Linked DNA regions of Ovis aries: region 2 is linked to region 1. Evidence: chromatin contacts called from public Hi-C data. All regions are on one chromosome and are shown on one strand. Each heading gives the region's core, a stretch centred on a gene start, on an enhancer-like site or on the middle of the called end of the contact. The rest is flanking DNA. Distances are from core to core; before and after follow the strand shown. Region 1 overlaps LOC132658518 (a long non-coding RNA gene). Region 2 holds the start of GATA6 (GATA binding protein 6).

The links. Hi-C and Micro-C count contacts between places; a contact is called where the count stands out from the background.
Region 2: a Hi-C map of tail adipose tissue shows a contact between it and region 1, with 4 times the contacts expected there. The contact joins the promoter of GATA6 here to the enhancer-like site in region 1. A contact is called at or near these places in 3 of 16 Hi-C or Micro-C datasets (hypothalamus, muscle and tail adipose tissue).

Annotation. Positions count from the first base shown.
Region 1 is chr23:34,199,475-34,202,275 of ARS-UI_Ramb_v3.0, reverse strand. The region is part of intron 1 of LOC132658518 (a long non-coding RNA gene); the gene reads right to left. Among named protein-coding and RNA genes, the nearest start is that of RBBP8, 180 kb to the right of the region's middle. Within about 2 kb of position 1,460, at least 5 of the 54 cell types and tissues checked have an H3K27ac peak or open chromatin away from gene starts, as enhancers often do. A contact at or near this core is called in tail adipose tissue, where this site is marked.
Region 2 is chr23:34,642,952-34,645,752 of ARS-UI_Ramb_v3.0, reverse strand. It overlaps GATA6 (GATA binding protein 6), which reads left to right and starts at 1,327. Exons shown (of 7, transcript XM_042239509.1): 1 at 1,327-2,107. It overlaps LOC121817754 (a long non-coding RNA gene), which reads right to left and starts at 1,604. Exons shown (of 6, transcript XR_009598203.1): 1 at 1,147-1,604. It overlaps LOC132658498 (a long non-coding RNA gene), which reads left to right. Exons shown (of 3, transcript XR_009598202.1): 2 at 14-235; 3 at 340-454.

The DNA.
Region 1 (2,801 bases), core at 211-2,710:
CAGAGACCAAGTGGAGAGAACTGTGCAGAAACATTAACAAAGAAGTACAATTTTGAGGTGGCTCATGGCCATGGTTAACGACACAGATGATACCAGAAGGGGAGCCCCTTCCAGGGCCCCAAAACAACCTCTTGTCTAACACTCGGAAATTAATTGTCCAAGGAGACGCATGCTGACAAAGCAAGAGACTTGACTGGGAAGGGGCTTCCTTTGAGGCTCAGCTCGTAAAGAATCTCCTGCAATGCAGCAGACCTGGGTTTGATCCCTGGGTTTGGAAGATCCCCTGGAAAAGGGAAGGGCTACTCACAGTATTCTGGCCTGGAGAATTCCACGGACTGCAGAGTCCATGGGATCTCAAAGAGTCGGACACAAATGAGAGACTTTAACTTGCTCTGGTAGAAAGGAGGAGGGTAAGGGACCCCAGGAGGACTGCTTTGCCATGTGGCTCGCAGTCTCAGGTTTTATGGTGATGGGATTAGTTTCCAAGTTTTCTCTGGCCAATCATTTGACTCAGGGTCCTTCCTGGTGGCACACACATTGCTCAGCTGAGATGGATGCCAGCAAGAAGGATTCTGGGAGGTGGTAGGACTCGCGGCATCTCCTTTTGACCTTTCCTGAACTCTTCCAGCTGGTGGTGGCTTGTTAGTTCTGTGTTCCTTACTAGGACCTCCTGTCGTAAAATAACTCACGCAAATGGTTACTATGATGCCTGGCCAGGGTGAGCGGTTTCAGTCAGTGTGTTTCTCCCAACACAGAGACAGTTACTGAAGGAGAGAAAAGGAGGAGGATTATCGTATCTAATAATCTGACTTTCATCTTCAGTTGCTTTAGGTATTTAGTATGTGTGAAGGAGGATGATGCTAGAAAACATATTAAGCTGGCCTATAGGGACAGATCTAAGAATTGGGGGGATTTTTTTTAACCATTCCCATTCTGTTCATTTGCTATAAGCAGCAAATCTGGCTCCTAGCCCAACCTCTATGATGGAAGATTAACATGATAACCGGTTGCACTGCTTCCTCTCCCCAAAGACTCGTCCTTAACTTCCTTTGGCTAAATCACAAAGTATGTTTTCCATTTTTAGTTAAAATAGAAGGGGGTGGGAGGTGGCAGAGAAAGAAAAAGATGTAGTTTCTTTTAACCATCCCCCCCGCCCAACTAAAAGAAAAAAGAAGCACTCGACTTAAGAAAACAAACTTAAGCAATAGCCATTTTTCAGTTTGTCTATAAAAGTAGAATAATTTACTTTTTATTCCAGAAAAAAAGTTTTTGTTTCTTTAAAAAGGAACTTGAAATAGTTTCAAAGTGTTGGGAAATCAGTGCATGAATCAAAGACATATCCAAGGAATCCTGTAAATTTCAGCAAAATCTTGTTTGCCACAGATTTGGAGCGTGTTTCCTCTGTCCTTTTGAACTTGTTTCTGTTCTGCTGCTCTTGCAAAATATCCTTATACATACTTTCAAACTTCTAACAGGGCAGGTCTCTTCATAGCTCACTTGCAAATCATTTGGTAATTAGGTGGGGACTTGCATGTGAGTGGTGAAGGGAGCTGAATAATCTTCATAGCATCCTCATTCCTTTTTCCCCCCGCAAATCCTGTAAAGAGCCTTGCAGACCCAGAGACAGTGGCCTAATCGTAAGGAGATCCAAATCTAACATAAGCTCCTGGAACCGCTTGCGCCAAAATACAGAGTATAGGTGGGCACAGATCTCACTGGCCTTCAGATCTCATTGGTCTTTATGATTCAAGTAGCACGAGTGACTGTGAGTGCGAAGGAAATAGATAAGCAGGAAACTGAGGAAGGGAATGGGGCTATAGGAAATAGATCCTGTTTTGACTTTGATTTCTGTTTTAATATGAAAGCCTTGGAGTTTGTAATTATACAGGCCCAGGCTGATGGCTAATATTCTGGCCACCCAAGAAGACATCTTAAAAAATAACAAAACATATCGTTACCAAAAGGCCTCATAAGATTTGGTAGTGTGTGCACACACTTGTAAGGCTAGACTGCTCGGTCCCTAATATCAGGAATAACCTTAACTCATCTGGAGACCTGTCAACACTGCTTAAGAAGGTCCTCAAGGCCTCATCCTGAATTCAAGATCCTTTTCTGTCTTTGAAATCCAAAAGGGGAGCTAATGTCACTTATCTAGAAAATATATGGCTAACAGTTAAACCTGGGCATGATGTCAACTCAAGTATCCAGTTTGAAGGACAGAAAAAGTCATTTGGAGAGGAAGAGACACCTGGAAGCTCTTCTGTTCAGCCTCTACTCAATCCATTAGGTGTCTGTTGAGTTGAACAATACACGGTTCCAAGCGTATGGACTTCTCCACACCACAACCTAATGTTGACAAAGGACCTTACAGACAAAACGTAGGTAACCACCTCTTGCTGAAGTGAAATACGGGGAGCTCCACACGGCCCTCAAAGTTCTGAGCTCCTAGTACCATAGTCCAAGCATCATAAAGACTTCTGGCCTCCTGCTAGTGCTGTGTCCATTAAGCCATCATTAGCAGGCCTTTATAGGAATGAGAATTCTTCCTTTAGTGAATTTAGGTTTGCCAGAACTGTCTACACATAGGATTTAGTAGGTCACAAATCACCACTGAGTCCAGGCAAGGGCAAAACCCAATCAACTGACATCACTGAGGGCACTAACGTGAGACTCCCTCCCCAGGGTTGTGGACCAGGTGTTTTCCTGAGCATTAAATTTATGAAAGTTCCACACACAGACACCTTAGGCAAACTGTAAGCATATTTGAAGTGTGCCCTCACCTGACTGTCATCCTTCTTTTG
Region 2 (2,801 bases), core at 78-2,577, 440 kb before region 1:
TCTCTCTCGACAGCCTCCTGAGGTCACATCTGTTGGAAAAAATCCTTTTTGCGCGTGAAAGGGAGCGAGACATACATCACGGCTCCTGCCGAGGACGAACCTGCGGCCCCGCGACGCCCTGCTGACAGATCGGCGCTGATAACCCCGCGACGTTCATTTCCAGCCCCTCTGCCGGCCAAGGACCGTATCAGTTTGTACACAGTTGTGATAACCATTTGGAGCGAGCGAAGAAGGGGTGTGTATGTGAAGGCGGGGGCGTGGGGAAGAGGTATTTCTCGCTGGGACCCGGGAAGGTGACCCCCTCCTCTTGCCCACGACTTATCTGAGACTTACCTGAAGTTCTCCAGGGAAAGTTCAGAGCAAACGGGACACCCAAACTGGGAGAGCACCTCCGGGAGCGACTGGCGTGGAAACCCCTTTCCACTCTGCGCACTTCAGGGACTAACCTTTCCGTGCACCGTGACCCCGAATTAAAAGTTTCAGGTTAGCTGGGGAGTGCAGATGGGAACCTCCCGAAACTTCCCAGGAATTTAGCACATTTAGTAGGACAGAGATAGGGAGTTGGACATTCGAGTTTTTTCTTTCTTAGATCCCAGGAGACGAGACCCCCGACGGCCACCAAGACCTCGAGAAGAGATCGGGAGAGTTTAAAGTCGGTCACACACAACTGTGGAGCAAAAAAGCTCATTTACTGGGTCGAGAGGAGAGGGGAAGGCCGGCGGAGGAAAGCATGGTCTCCCCCTTATTAGGAGGGAGCGTTGACTCCAGAGCTGGCGCGTCGCTCCGGCTGCGGTGGCTGCGCGGGGTTGGGCATAGTCAACTCCTCCCGCGCCGTCGTCCTCCCCTCCCCCCAACCCGCCCCCTTGAGCGCGCGTGTAACGGAGGGCGGAGGAATGGGTGTGGGTCGCCAGCCAGATCAGGCGTTCTGCCACCTCCGCCCCTCCCCCGGCGTCCCCGGGATCGGCGCCCCCTGGATGGACTGGCCTCCTGCTCCCAGCACGGCGCTCGCGGCTCAGCCCACACCCGCAGGCTGCGCGGGGCTCATTGTCTGCCGGGGCGGCGCGCTCCCCTCCCCCCGCCGCTCGGCGTCCCCTCCCCACCCTCTTTTCTCTCCTCCCCTCGCTCCCTCCTCCTCCTCCTCTTCACCTCCAGCGCCCAGCTGCTCGCAGAACGCAGTTCCGACCCACAGCCTGGCACCCTTCGGCGAGCGCTGTTTGTTTAGGGCTCGGTGAGTCCAATCAGGAGCGCAGGCTGCAGTTTTCCGGCAGAGCAGTAAGAGGCGCCTCCTCTCTCCTTTTTATTCACCAGCAGCACCGCGCAGACCCCGGACTCGCGCTCGCCTGCCGGCGCCCTCGGCCTCTCCGCGCTCGGGAGCACCCTCCGCCACGGCTGTTCTCCATGCGCAGCGCCCACCCGAGGTTCGGCTGCTTCCTTTCTTGCCCCAGCTCCCCTCTTTCCTCCTCTGCACCTCCCCTCCCTAGTCGCAGGCCCCTTGGCCTCGGCTCTCCGGCCCTCTGCGGGCCGAGATCGGCTCCGGGGGTGTCTACCTTCTCCATTCCCGGCAGGCTCCCAGGTTCCCGGGACACCGCGGACCAACTTATGGTGTCTTTTCCTCTGCCCGAAGCGCTTATCTGCGCTCAGCCTTATCTCAGAGTTATCTTGGCGCAAAGGGGCGGGAGCCGGCAGTCAGGCAGGCAGAGAATTCTTTCTTGCTATCTACCCCGGGTCTGTGTGTGGGTATTAATTTTAGTATGGTTATCTCCGATGAGCCGAAGCGACTTGAGGAAGCGGCCCCGAGAAGGCCAGTCCGGCTGCGTTCACCTCCCTCCTCCACCCCCTCCCAGTCTCTCTGTCATTCTTCCTGCTCTCCCCTTTGGGGTGGCCTCGGCTCCGGGGCGGTCTCACGGCCCCCCACCCTACCCCACCCCCTTGCATTTTCCCCTCCTTTTCTCTGCACTCCGCTCCACCCCGCGACGTCCGATTCTAGAACGGTCTGGCTTTTCCGTGGCTGGGGATGACCGCGGGGTGGGCCGGGGTGGCCTGGCTGGCGTGGGCCAGCCGGCGTGAGCGCACGCGCTGGCGGCTGCATAGGCGAGCGGTACCTAAGGTGCGTGGCGCCGGGGACGCGGGGGTGGGCAGGAGATTCCGGCCCCGCGGACATCCCGCACAGCTGTGTGTCCCGAAGGTCTGAGACTCCGGTCTCCACCCTGGCGCCCCACCTTCCCAAGGCTCGGTTGTATTTCACTCCGGGGCTCGCGTTCGGTCTCGTCAGCGCAGTCCAGGAAGCTCTGGGAAAGCCCGAGTGGGAGAACGCGGCGGTTTCGTTTTCGGGGGACAGGTTGCCTTCCCTACGCTAATGATTTTCACGCGGGCAGCCCTCACCCCGAGGCATTTTGGGCGAGCGACCGCGGTACGGAGGCAGGATAAGGCAGCACAGACTCGCATGGCTCCTTAAAAAGTTCCTTTGTGTGCCATTGGCCGGCAGGGAGCCACTTTGGGGCGGAAGGAAAACCTCGGCCAGTCTCCCAGTCACCCCTGGGATCTGGCGCGCGCGGATGAAGGATGCTGCGTCGGGGGTGGGAAGGGAGCTAGAGGGGATCCACGCCTTGCGGGTGAGGAGGAGCGGGTATCCTGGCCCTGGGAGGACCCTAGGGCGGCTGCGCAGGCTCCAAGCTCCTTCCCCGCCCCTGGAACCCGGAGCAGAAAATGGGATTTTTGAGGAATCTCATTAGCTGGAGAGAAGAGTGGAGGTGAGACGCGGTGCAGCCCGCGCTTTTGATAAGTTCTTTTAAAAGTTTCTC